Linked DNA regions of Sus scrofa: region 2 is linked to region 1. A link is a contact called in public HiChIP or PLAC-seq data. All regions are on one chromosome and are shown on one strand. Each heading gives the region's core, a stretch centred on a gene start, on an enhancer-like site or on the middle of the called end of the contact. The rest is flanking DNA. Distances are from core to core; before and after follow the strand shown.

Evidence for each region. HiChIP or PLAC-seq counts read pairs in DNA pulled down with a chosen protein or histone mark.
Region 2: an H3K27ac HiChIP or PLAC-seq map of alveolar macrophages shows a contact between it and region 1. The contact joins the promoter of PRRG4 here to the promoter of DEPDC7 in region 1. A contact is called at or near these places in 1 of 5 promoter capture datasets (liver) and 1 of 2 datasets of contacts at active chromatin or transcription factors (alveolar macrophages).

What each region holds. Positions count from the first base shown.
Region 1 is chr2:27,927,492-27,932,837 of Sscrofa11.1, forward strand. DEPDC7 (DEP domain-containing protein 7) reads right to left here and starts at 1,368. Exons shown (of 9, transcript XM_021083209.1): 1 at 1,211-1,368. The coding sequence starts at 1,283.
Region 2 is chr2:28,078,738-28,084,395 of Sscrofa11.1, forward strand. PRRG4 (proline rich and Gla domain 4) reads right to left here and starts at 2,548. Exons shown (of 6, transcript NM_001244836.1): 1 at 2,153-2,548; 2 at 1,640-1,761. The coding sequence starts at 1,739.

The DNA.
Region 1 (5,346 bases), core at 118-2,617:
ATTGCTGAGCCGCAATTGGAGCTTCAAGAGAGGACTTTTAATCATGTAAAACTTGGGAATTTCTTTCACTTAAAAAGTGAGCCTAAAGATTTCTCAAGACTGTTTCCAAGACTATTTGATTTTATATTCCTAAATGATGAATTATTTCTCTTCTCTCCTATAAAACAAGGAAAAATTCTGAATGTAGCCATCATGTGCTCATCTGAATCCTTTCAATTGGAGGATAAGGTCAATATTAAGATTGTTTTTAGAAAAGTACAAACAGAAAAGTGCTTCTCTATCACAATTTATTCTTAGCATTTTGAAGATTATGCACCCAATGTGACCTACGACAATCCACTGACCACTCTTACCTTGAGGAATGAGTCACAGTTTCACTGGTTTGTTTTTACAAATGAAAAGTTTTTGTCAGATGGGGAACTAATTCTTAAAGCACCCCACATTGCAGCTACAAAAAGGGGGAAAGTTCTAACTTCTCTAAAAGTAAACTAAAAAAGCCAAGTGTTATCTGGACGTCTTAACTCTATTAACTGAGATGTAGGATACGTTGGAATTAGAATTTTAGAACCGATCGTCCAATTCTGTTCCGTTGTTGGAACATTTAAAAAACCCCAAGATGTTAGCATACTAACATTCTAAGCAAACCGCCCCCCAACACATGATTAAGCTGGCAGAATTCACCAGCGTCTCTCTTAATAACATAAATCCTCTGAAAAAGAAAAGCAAAAACTTCTATTCATTGAAATACCGTTTATCCGGAAAGCACAAAAAATACCTGAAGCCAAGTTTCTGCCGGTACAATTTAATATAACAGAAACTTCTCCTCACTCCCAGGAAGAATCTGGGGAACAAAGTGGGCAAGAGAGGCATTTGGGCCATGGCTGTACTGAGGAGTCAAGGTCTGTGGCTGAGACAGAAGGCAAAGAGCTATACCACTGCAGATATACTTGTCACCAGTACTGCTGTGGAGCACGTCTGGTGACCGTCTGCCAGCCCAGTCCGCAGCGGGAGCACAGACTAGGACACGGTTAAGTTAAAGTTTGGGTAACTTAGAAAGCTGAGCAGCGAAGGCACTGGTCCGAGCGGCCGCAGCTGTGAGGAGCTCCCGGAGGCCGCCGCGGACCTGGCTGTACCCGGCGGAATTCCCGCCCGCGCGAGAACCGCAGCCTGGGTCCCAAGCCCGCCCCCGGACAGGGTCCCTGGCACCTACCGGGAGGCCTCCGCGCGGGGCTCTGGAGAGCCGAGAGGTTCAGAGCCGCCGCCTTCTCCCGCACCGTGGCCATGGCAGCAGCGGACCACACGCCACCACCTCAGACTGCCTCACCGCGAAGTGGGTGCCGGCGCTGCGGCCGCCAGTTAACTGGCCGGGGCAGGGGCGGGGCTTCCGGCAGGCACCGCCCCCTGAATCCTCCGCCCCCGGCGGGCCCGCGGGACCGCCAAGCTCCACCGGTCACGTGCAGGCCCGGCAGGCAGTAACCTGCTGCCCCGCGGGCAAGGGAAAGGTACGGCAGCTTTCCCCTTGAGTCCCGGCCTCGGGGTAGCCAGATGGGAAATATTTCTGCGAACACGACCCTGCGAGTCCGCGCCTGCCCCACGCGGCCAGCATTTCGTCGCGGTTGGCAGAGTCCAAGCGCAGGCAGGGATAAGCGCCCGGCAGCCTCAGACCAGCTGGGTGCAAAGCACATCCCATCCCACACTGGATTACCTCTGGGCCTCACTGTCCTCACCTGTGCGCGGGGGCAGTATTAGTACCCACTTAACGGATTTATTTATTTATTTTTTTAAACGAGGATTACACGACCTAACTCATGTTCGGCATTTTAGTAGTTGGGTCTGGAACCTAAGTGCTTAATATTATATCACACCCATTTCCACGCATCCCTTCCTGTAAAGAACGAATCTTTTATCTGGCCCAGAGGAGCAATGTCTAGAGGTCAGTCAGGAGGGCAGGGGCTGGCCTTGGGGCTGGCTGCCAAGGAAATCAGTGCTGCCTTCAAAGTAACTCTGGGTCTGGTGGCCAGGGACAGAACTAGGAGAGAAGGGGAGGAGGAGGGTAAAGGGATCCAATGCTGGGGTACCTCTGAAAAGATGAGTTGATATGAGACCAGTAATTCAATTCTCCCCCTCCCCTTTCTAACTTGCGGATTTCGCAATCATTTTAAACCTTTAGTGTACTGTATAATAAATTAGGAGGAGGAGGATGACCGACCGTAACGTTATAAATTAAATGGTTTTTAAATGGGAGTTCATTAGCTTATTGGAGGACGCTCCTACACGTGGTTAGAAGAATACATACGTGTGGTTATTTCAAAGAATCCATATCAAGAAGCTGCGACCTTAGGGACCCCGGTTTAACGGGTGAGACCTGAGCCATTGCTGCTCCTAAGATTTGGATTAGTATTTTTATGTGCTCCCTCCCCCTGGTGGTAGTAAAACCCAGCTTTGCCTCAGTTCAAGGAATTTCCTTTGTTAATTTCTCAGTTGGCTATTGCTCTCAAAGATACACTTTAGGACTGGTTTCTGGTATCCAGTAGACCAGTTAACTTTACCTTATGCTTTTAACCGAATCAACACACAAGTCCGTTCTCACTACTCAGGAGAAAAAAAGCTCATCTTATTTTTGAAACCAAATCTTGAGAAACGGTAATATTGACTTAAGCGACTATTTTGATATTTTATAAAAATTTCAAAGAATTTTTTACCAGCTTGTGCTATCTTTGTCTGTCTTACCTGGCGAAATGCTCCTTTTTACTTATCCACACTCTATGCATCCTGGAGGCCTAATTCAAATCCCACTTTCTTCACTGGACAGACTTTTTTTCCAGATTATACTGATTATTTCTCCTCTACAGATCCATGGCAATTATCAAGTACATCACTGTTTAGGGGGCCGTCATATTGATATTACGTAATTATTTCAGCACACACTTTTTTTTTTCTTTTTTTTTACACGCCTGCCTGGCATATGGAAATTCTTGGGCCAGGGATTGAATTCCAGCCACAGCTGCAACCTACACCACAGCTGTGGCATTGCTGGATACTTAATGCACTGCACCACAGTGGGAAAACCACACATATCTTTTAAAAGTTTTTTTATTTGATTAAGTATAGTTTATTTACAATGTTATATTAATTTCTGCCATACCACAAAGTGATTCAGTTTTATATATATATGTAAAAAATATTAATATAGTTATGTACATTTTTCATATTCTTTTCCATTATGGTTTATCATAGGATATTGAATATACAGTAGGACCTTGTTTATCCATTCTGTATATAATAGTTTGGGAGTTCCCATTGTGGCTCAGTGAGTTAAGAACCCAACTAGTATCCATGAGAATATAGGTTCAATCCCTGGTCTTACTCAGTGAGTTAAGGATCTGGTGTTGCCACGAGCTGTGGTGTAGGTCACAGATGCAGCTTGGATCTGGCACTACTGTGGCATAGACCATGGCCTACGGCTCTGATTTGACCCCTAGCCTAGAAACTTCCATATGCCACAGGTGCAGCCCTAAAAAGACAAAAAACAAATAAATGAACAAATAATTTTAAAATAAAATAAGTATATATAATAGTTTGCATCTGCTAATCACAAGCTCCCAGTACAGCCCTCCCTCCCTCTCCCTCCCCCCCTTCCCTCCCCCCTTGGCAACCACAAGTCTGTTCTCCATGCCTGTAAGTCTGTTTCTGTTTCATAGATAAGTTCATTTGTGTCATATTTTAGATTACACATATGAGTGATATCATATGGTATTTGTCTTTCTCTTTTTGACATTCTTCACTTGGTGTGATAATCTCTAGGTCCATCCATGTTGCTGCAAATGGCATTATTTCATTCTATTTATGACTGAGTAGTATTTCATTGTATACATGTACCACATCTTTTTGATTTCTTTCAGTATCTGATGTGTTGGGCACATAGTAGATATCTTGTAAAATAATGATTACCCTATTAAAATACATAGCTTTAAAAATATCAGCTTAATGCTTTTTAAAATTTAATGTTTAGGAACCTCTAGTAAAAAAAAACATTAAAAAATCTCTCACATATCTAGATTTATCACAATCAGACAGTTTACGAAGTGAAAGGAAATTTCATCCATTCATTTTTAGATGGATCTTGGTGCACTGTTGCACAGCCTGCAGACTTTTTTTTCTTTCTTTCTTTCTCTCTCTTCTTTTTTTCTGTACTATAAAACTACTATAAACAACATGGACCTAGGTAATTTTCCCAGATTTTTTTTCTTTTTTTTACTTACACAGTATTTTTAAGAAATATTCATTGATTATTTCTCAAACAGATGTATCAGGTCAATATTATGTTTAGCATATGGGAAAACTTCAGGTGGTCTAGCTTGTCCAAGCCAGTTAAGATGTAGGAAATAGAACTGGTTTATAATTCACTAATCTATTCTGGTGCAATTCTGAATCCACACACACTAAATAGCCCCAAAATAAACAACTAGCTCACTATTTCCTCTAGCAAAGTTAACTAGAAATGTAAATCTAGAAATATATTTGGAGGTTTTGAAAAAAATGTGTTATTAATATAGCAATTTAGTGCCATCTTTTCACTATTAAGGCATGGAAAGTATAATTTTAAAGTTTCCATCTTGAATTTTGGCTAAGTCAAACTTCAGACTCATATCTTAATGAAGGCTCATCCTCCCCCAAATTGCTGGAGTGACTATTTGTGTTTAGGAAATGTTCTCTCTCATAATCACCCCCCATTTTCAGTGGCCAGGTATTTGGGGAAACAAGGAGGAAGATACCAAAAACAGAAAGGAATTAAAACTTGTTTTCTGGGATTTCCCATTGTGGCTCACCAGATTAAGAACCTGACTAGTATCCATGAGGATGCAGCTTTGATCCCTGGCCTCACCCGGTGAGTTGAGGATCTGGTGTTGCTGTGAGCTGCGGTGGAGGTGGCAGACACAGCTCAGATCCCTTGCTGCTGTGGCTGTGGCGTAGGCAGGCAGCTATGGTTCTGATTCAGCCCCTAGCTTAGGAATTTTCATATGCCGCAGGTGCAGCCCTAAAAAGCAAAACACAAAATAATACAAAAATTTGTTTTCTGGAAAGGCTCTAATACACAACTTATCAATTTGTTGTGAATTGAAGTTAATAAATTAACTTTCCCAGGGTTCTTACCATTTTAACCTTAATTTTTAATAGAGTACAGCAAACCGTCCTCTGTTAAAGACATTTTGAGCAGTAGTCCATGCACATATCTGGGGGCACAAAGGAGCCCTTGACATTATACAGCCTGAGACTGACCTGTAAAAATGATGCTTAGATATTATAAGAAAAAAAGCTTATAATTTCTCTCCCTATTTTATTTCT
Region 2 (5,658 bases), core at 1,298-3,797, 150 kb after region 1:
CAGATACAGAGCATTGATTTCTGAGCCATGCAACTCTCCTGAGACAAGAGTTATTGCCAATTCACTCTTTCCTCTGCACTTAAACTCTGTTTCTACCTCTGTCGTAGAGTTTGTGGAGATTATGGGTTTACACCCTGCCTCTCCCACCAGATGAAGCAGTCCTCCAGGGGAGGGATTATGGTCTTTCATTTCTACATCTCCAGTACCTAGTATAGGGCCTAGTATACTAAGCTTAATAGTTATTAACTGAATAAATCAGCTTTTTATCTTTAATTAATTATTTTTTTTGGCTGTACCCTTGGCATGCAAAAATTCCCAGGCCAGGGATCAAACCCATACCACAGCAGTAACCAGAGCTACAGCAGGACAAGGCCAAATCCTTAACTCTCTGAGCTACCAGGGAACTCCTGGGCTTTAAAAATATATAAGATTCCTCACTGACATTTCTCACAGATGTCTCTAGCCATCTGCATTCAAGTATCATCTCCAAATCCCTTCCATAGTTTGTGATGTCCTTGAAAGTGTCTTTTACACTTGTAGCATGTGAATGAATGAATGCACTCACAAGCATTCTGGAGATCAGCATTTCATCTCACTGAGTATGAATCATCAACCTTATTCATGAGTGGAATTACATATTTGGTGCAACTTGAGAGGCACCAAAAACGATCTCCTTCTAAATCTCCTCCTATGCCGGTAGCTAGCCTACCCAATTGCTTAGAAGTCTGTTGTTGGGGGTTGATTCCTTCAGGTTAAATCAGGTTAAGACATTGTCCTATTTTAATAAACACACACACACACACACACACACACCCTCCTAGAAGGTTTGAGACACTAAGTTGCATTAATGATTAATAAGTCATCCAGGAGTATTAGTGTAACAGATCCTTTCCAAAAGAAAATGAGAGTAGGCTCCGATGAGAATGAATAAGGGACAGGAAAGTGTGGGGAGGTAGATCCAAAGCACTGGCACTGAATAAGGGAGCACTAACTAGGCAGTGAGAAGAGGCAAGCCGATGCTATTTTCTCTTCTTTTTTTTTTTTTTCCCCTAAGGTAGGCTTTCAAAATGTGGGCAGTAATCAGTCCATTAATGACCTGGAGCCCACAAGGTGTGTAATTCTAGGTTAGCAAGCTCCAAATCTAATCTTCTCACACCATCTGACTTTACCCCAATAACAGACATTTTAAAGTAAAAAAGGAACTCAGAGATCATTCCACTCCACACCCACCACCATTTTACAAGCTGAAAGGGTTCAAATCACTTGCCCAAGGTCTCATAACAAATCCAGATTAGATCCTGAATTCCCTGTCCATCTTTCCAGGAAGAACAAGTAATTATGCTCATTATAATGACCACATAGCCTCATCTAGCAGAAGGGCCGCTCACTGATTTTCAGAAGTTAAAACAGGCTTTCCATTCAGTCAACCACAAACCTGGTCTTAAGTATATATTTATCAAAAGTAACTCACAGAAGTGAATTTGTATAAATTGCACTTAACATAACACACCACAACATTACCAAGTAAACCACAAATTGTAAGATATTTTAGTGCTTCTATGACTGATGCGGGGCATGCGCTGTAATACCCGCTCGGGTTTCCAGGGGGGTTTTTCTTGGAACCTGAAGCCACTCTTACCTTCTTCTCCCGCATGCCTAGACTCCTCTGGACTTGTGAGATGAGGAAACGCGAAGGTAATTACAGGCAGTTGGCTGAGTAGCACCAGGAGTGTAAACATAGTCCGGCAACTGTCAAATAAACTAAAACAAGCAAAATAACCAACCAATCAACCAACCACCAAAAAGAAATACGTCAAAAAAAAAAAAAAAAAAAAAAAAAAAGCCCCCGGCTCAGCACTTTCGAGTTCCTCTGGGAACTGAGTCACCGACCTGTTGTGCTCAAAGCCACCGCAAGACTGCGTCTGGAACGCGGTTTCGGTCACCAGGGTCCGACCCGCGCCCCGAAAAGCAGCCCCGAGAGCGTCAGGGGACTCATGTCGTCCCCTGCCCTCGGGGTCCTGCCGACGGCTAAGCGGACACCTGTCGCTGCGGGCGACCCTCTGCTTTGCAATTAAATCGGATCCGGTCCGCGGAGGTGGACCCCACCTAGTCGCCCATTCCCCTCCCCGGGACGAGTCTCCGGGCCGCTCACCTGCAGCTCCCGGAACATGTTCCAGCAGTTCCCGGGCCGGAGCCCGGTGCTTGAGTAGTTCCTGTGGCCGCCAGACCCTCTGTCTCGGCGCCCCCTAGATCCTCGCCTTTCTTTCCGTAGGGCAGGGGTGGTCCCGCGTTCGGGACAGGGTAGAGCCTGGGGTCCGCGGAGGAGGCGACCGGGCCGGCCTGGGGACGTGCGGTGTGCGTCCTGCCTTGATCCCTGGAGGCCGCGGAGTAAAGTGGTGGGAAAGGGAGGAGGCAGCTACCTAGGAGCACCTAGGAGCACCTGGCCGCGCTCCTCCTCCCGGGGGCGGGCCTACCTGCCGCGGGGGGGCAGTTGGCAGGTTTCTCCCGGGAGCCCGCGCCTAGCTGTCGCCGCCGCCGCCGCTGCCGCTTCCGCCCTGAGTCCGGCCACTGGCAGCCAGTTCTGGCTCCGCCTAGGCGCGCGAGTGGCAGGTTTGGAACTGGTTTCTAGACCCCGCGTCCTCTGCCAACCGGTGAGAGTGTGTTGGGCTCCCAGTGCTGAGCAGAGCGCCCCCGCCCGGGCGCGTCCTGGGCTTTTCGCTTTGAGTTCCAGGAGGTGGGGGGTGGGGTGGGGTGTGTCTTGGGGTTACCTTAAGTCTCAAAGGGTGGCCCGCGAACGAGAACAAAATGGTGACTAGAGAAAACCCACTTTTCTAGTAATATAAAATGGGAAGTGACCTTAAATATAATCGATTGCATTGGTTCTCAAATCTGGTCCACCAGGTCTGGATCATCTCCAAGATCCTTACCAGGGGTCTCGGGTCAACTGGTACAAAGACACGATTTGCCTTTTTCACTCTCCTTCTCTAATGAATGTACAGTGGAAATTTCCAGAGGCTGTTTGACGCGTAGTGATGTCATCACTCAGTTAACTAATAAAATGCCTGCATATGTATTGTTTTCCATGATAGTAAGTTACAGTATCAGTGTACAAGACTTTTTTTTTTTTTTTTTTTGTCTTTTGTCTTTTTTTGTTGTTGTTCTTGTTGTTGCTATTTCTTGGGCCGCTCCCGCGGCACATGGAGGTTCCCAGGCTAGGGGTCGAATCGGAGCTGTAGCCACCGGCCTACGCCAGAGCCACAGCAACGCGAGATCCGAGACGCGTCTGCAACCTACACCATAGCTCACGGCAACGCCGGATCGTTAACTCACTGAGCAAGGCCAGGGACCGAACCCGCAACCTCATGGTTCCTAGTCGGATTCGTTAACCACTGCGCCACGACGGGAACTCCAAGACATTTTTAATAGAGATTTAGAGAGAATAAAATTTGCTTGTTCTCAGTACTTCTGTACTTTTTATTAGCTATCTTTGGTCATACCTGCCAGGATAGCTGCAACCTCATCATTTTCAAATAGTTATCTGAAATCTTGAGCTGTTTTTTAAGCCTGTGAGGAAACCCAAAAAAGAAATTATATGTTGTTGTCTTTTTTTTTTTTTTTTTTTTTTAGGCCGCATCTGCTGCATATGGAGGTTCCCAGCCTAAGGGTGGAATCAGAACTGTAGCCGCTGGCCTAGGCCAGAGCCACAGCAACCAGATCTGAGCAGTATCTTCAACCTACACCACAGCTCACAGCAACGCGGGATCCTTAACCCACTGAGAAGGCCAGGGATGGAATCCCCATCCTCATGGATACTAGTCTGTTCCCTAACCACTGAGCCATGATGGCAACTCCCTATACTTTGTTGTCTTGATTAGAAATAATGTTTTGAAAATTTCTCAGTTCAATATGATAAATACCATTAGATAAAATTCACATAAGTTAAAGCTCTTTGGGGTCCTTGATAATGTTAAAGGGTGTGAAGAGGTCCTGAGATCAAAGAGTTTGAGAATTTCTGCCTCAAGTAATGAAGGCAGAGGGTTGACAGAGCACCTATGCCAGGTGATATTCACATACGTCCTTGTCCAAATAACATGCCAGCAACTCTTTAACATTATTTATTCTCTTTGATGTTATTTAAGTGGCTTGGCCCTTGCTAAAAGCCAAAAGAAACATTTTTTTCCCCTTCTCATCTTTAATTCAAATTCCACCAACTTCCTTTTTCCCCCTACAAAAGCTATTGCCTAATTTCTTCTTCTTCTTCTTTTTTTTTTTTTTTCTTTTTAGGGCCGCACTGTGGCATGTGGAGGTTCCCAGGCTAGGGGTCAAATCTGAGCTATACCTGCTGGCCTACGCCAGAGCAATGCCAGATCCTTAACCCACTGAGTGAGGCCAGGGATCGAACTTGTGTCTTCATGGATACTAGTCAGATTCATTTCCACTGAGCCACAATGGGAACTCCTACTTTATTCTAAATAATTAGAATCAACTGAAATCTACCTAAGTTTTCTGAAGAAATTTGTCTTCACTGATTCTTTCTAGACAGTGCTTTTTATTTTTCTTCCTCCCAATCTCCCCCTCCTTGATTTCCATTTGTCCGTCTTGTTCTTAAACTGTTTCTATGATAGATGGCTCTTCAATCCTTTTACTGTTCTAAGCTATTGAGATCACACTGTGAAAAGGCTAAAAATGATTACTTGTGGTTGACATCCTAAAATAGGAAACATCCCCATTAGAACACCCATTCTTCTATTTACTCATTCATTTAGCCCTGAAGATAGAGAAACACCACAGACTCTGTTTTCAAGGAGAATTTAATCTAAGATCTATATCCAAGAATGTGGGCCCTGTAAGTTCTTATCAAGGGGAAGAACTGACTTATCTTTATCCTCCATAGAACCTGGTGGAGTTCTTTTATGTTCATGCTCAGTACACTTGGGGGGTGGTTGTGTGGAAGCAATTTATTCGCAGGTAGGAAAATCACATTACACTATATTTGGAGAGGGAAATAGTCAGATGCGTCATGCTGTGGAATAAGCAGACCTGAACTTTGATGACATTTCCTTGGTTAGAATTTGTCCATCCACATATCTGGATATTTGGACCAAAACAAATGAGGTTTTGTGCTCACTTCAAATATCAGAGTTTATAGTCTGAGAGGGGAGTCAAATACAGGAATGAAAGTCTGTTTCTCAGTGGTGAATTACAGCTCTGCATGTTTCCCTGTAACACTGGATCCTAAAGAATATTATAGCATTCTGCATTATGAACACATACTTCGATCACTATGGAGTTGCAAGATATTTTGAGATTAGGTAGCAAAGAAAAAAGTAACAAGATTGTTCAAGACTGTCAATTTCTTCTGTTATTTATTTTGCTGTAATTCATTTGCTTTTTAAAGTCACATTTGTTTTATGCATTCTCCCAAAAATTTTAAGAACTTTTATCCTGACCATCTGCAGGGTTGGGCCAGATATTATGATTCTCTCTCTCTCTCTCTCTTTTTTTTTTTTTTTTTCAGTCTTTTTAGGGCTGCACCCATGGCGTACGGAACTTCCCAGGCTAGGGGTCGAACTGGAGCTGTAGCTGCTGGCCTATGCCACAGCCACAGCAACGCAGAATCCCAGACTTGTCTGAGACCTACACCAGCGCTTACAGCAA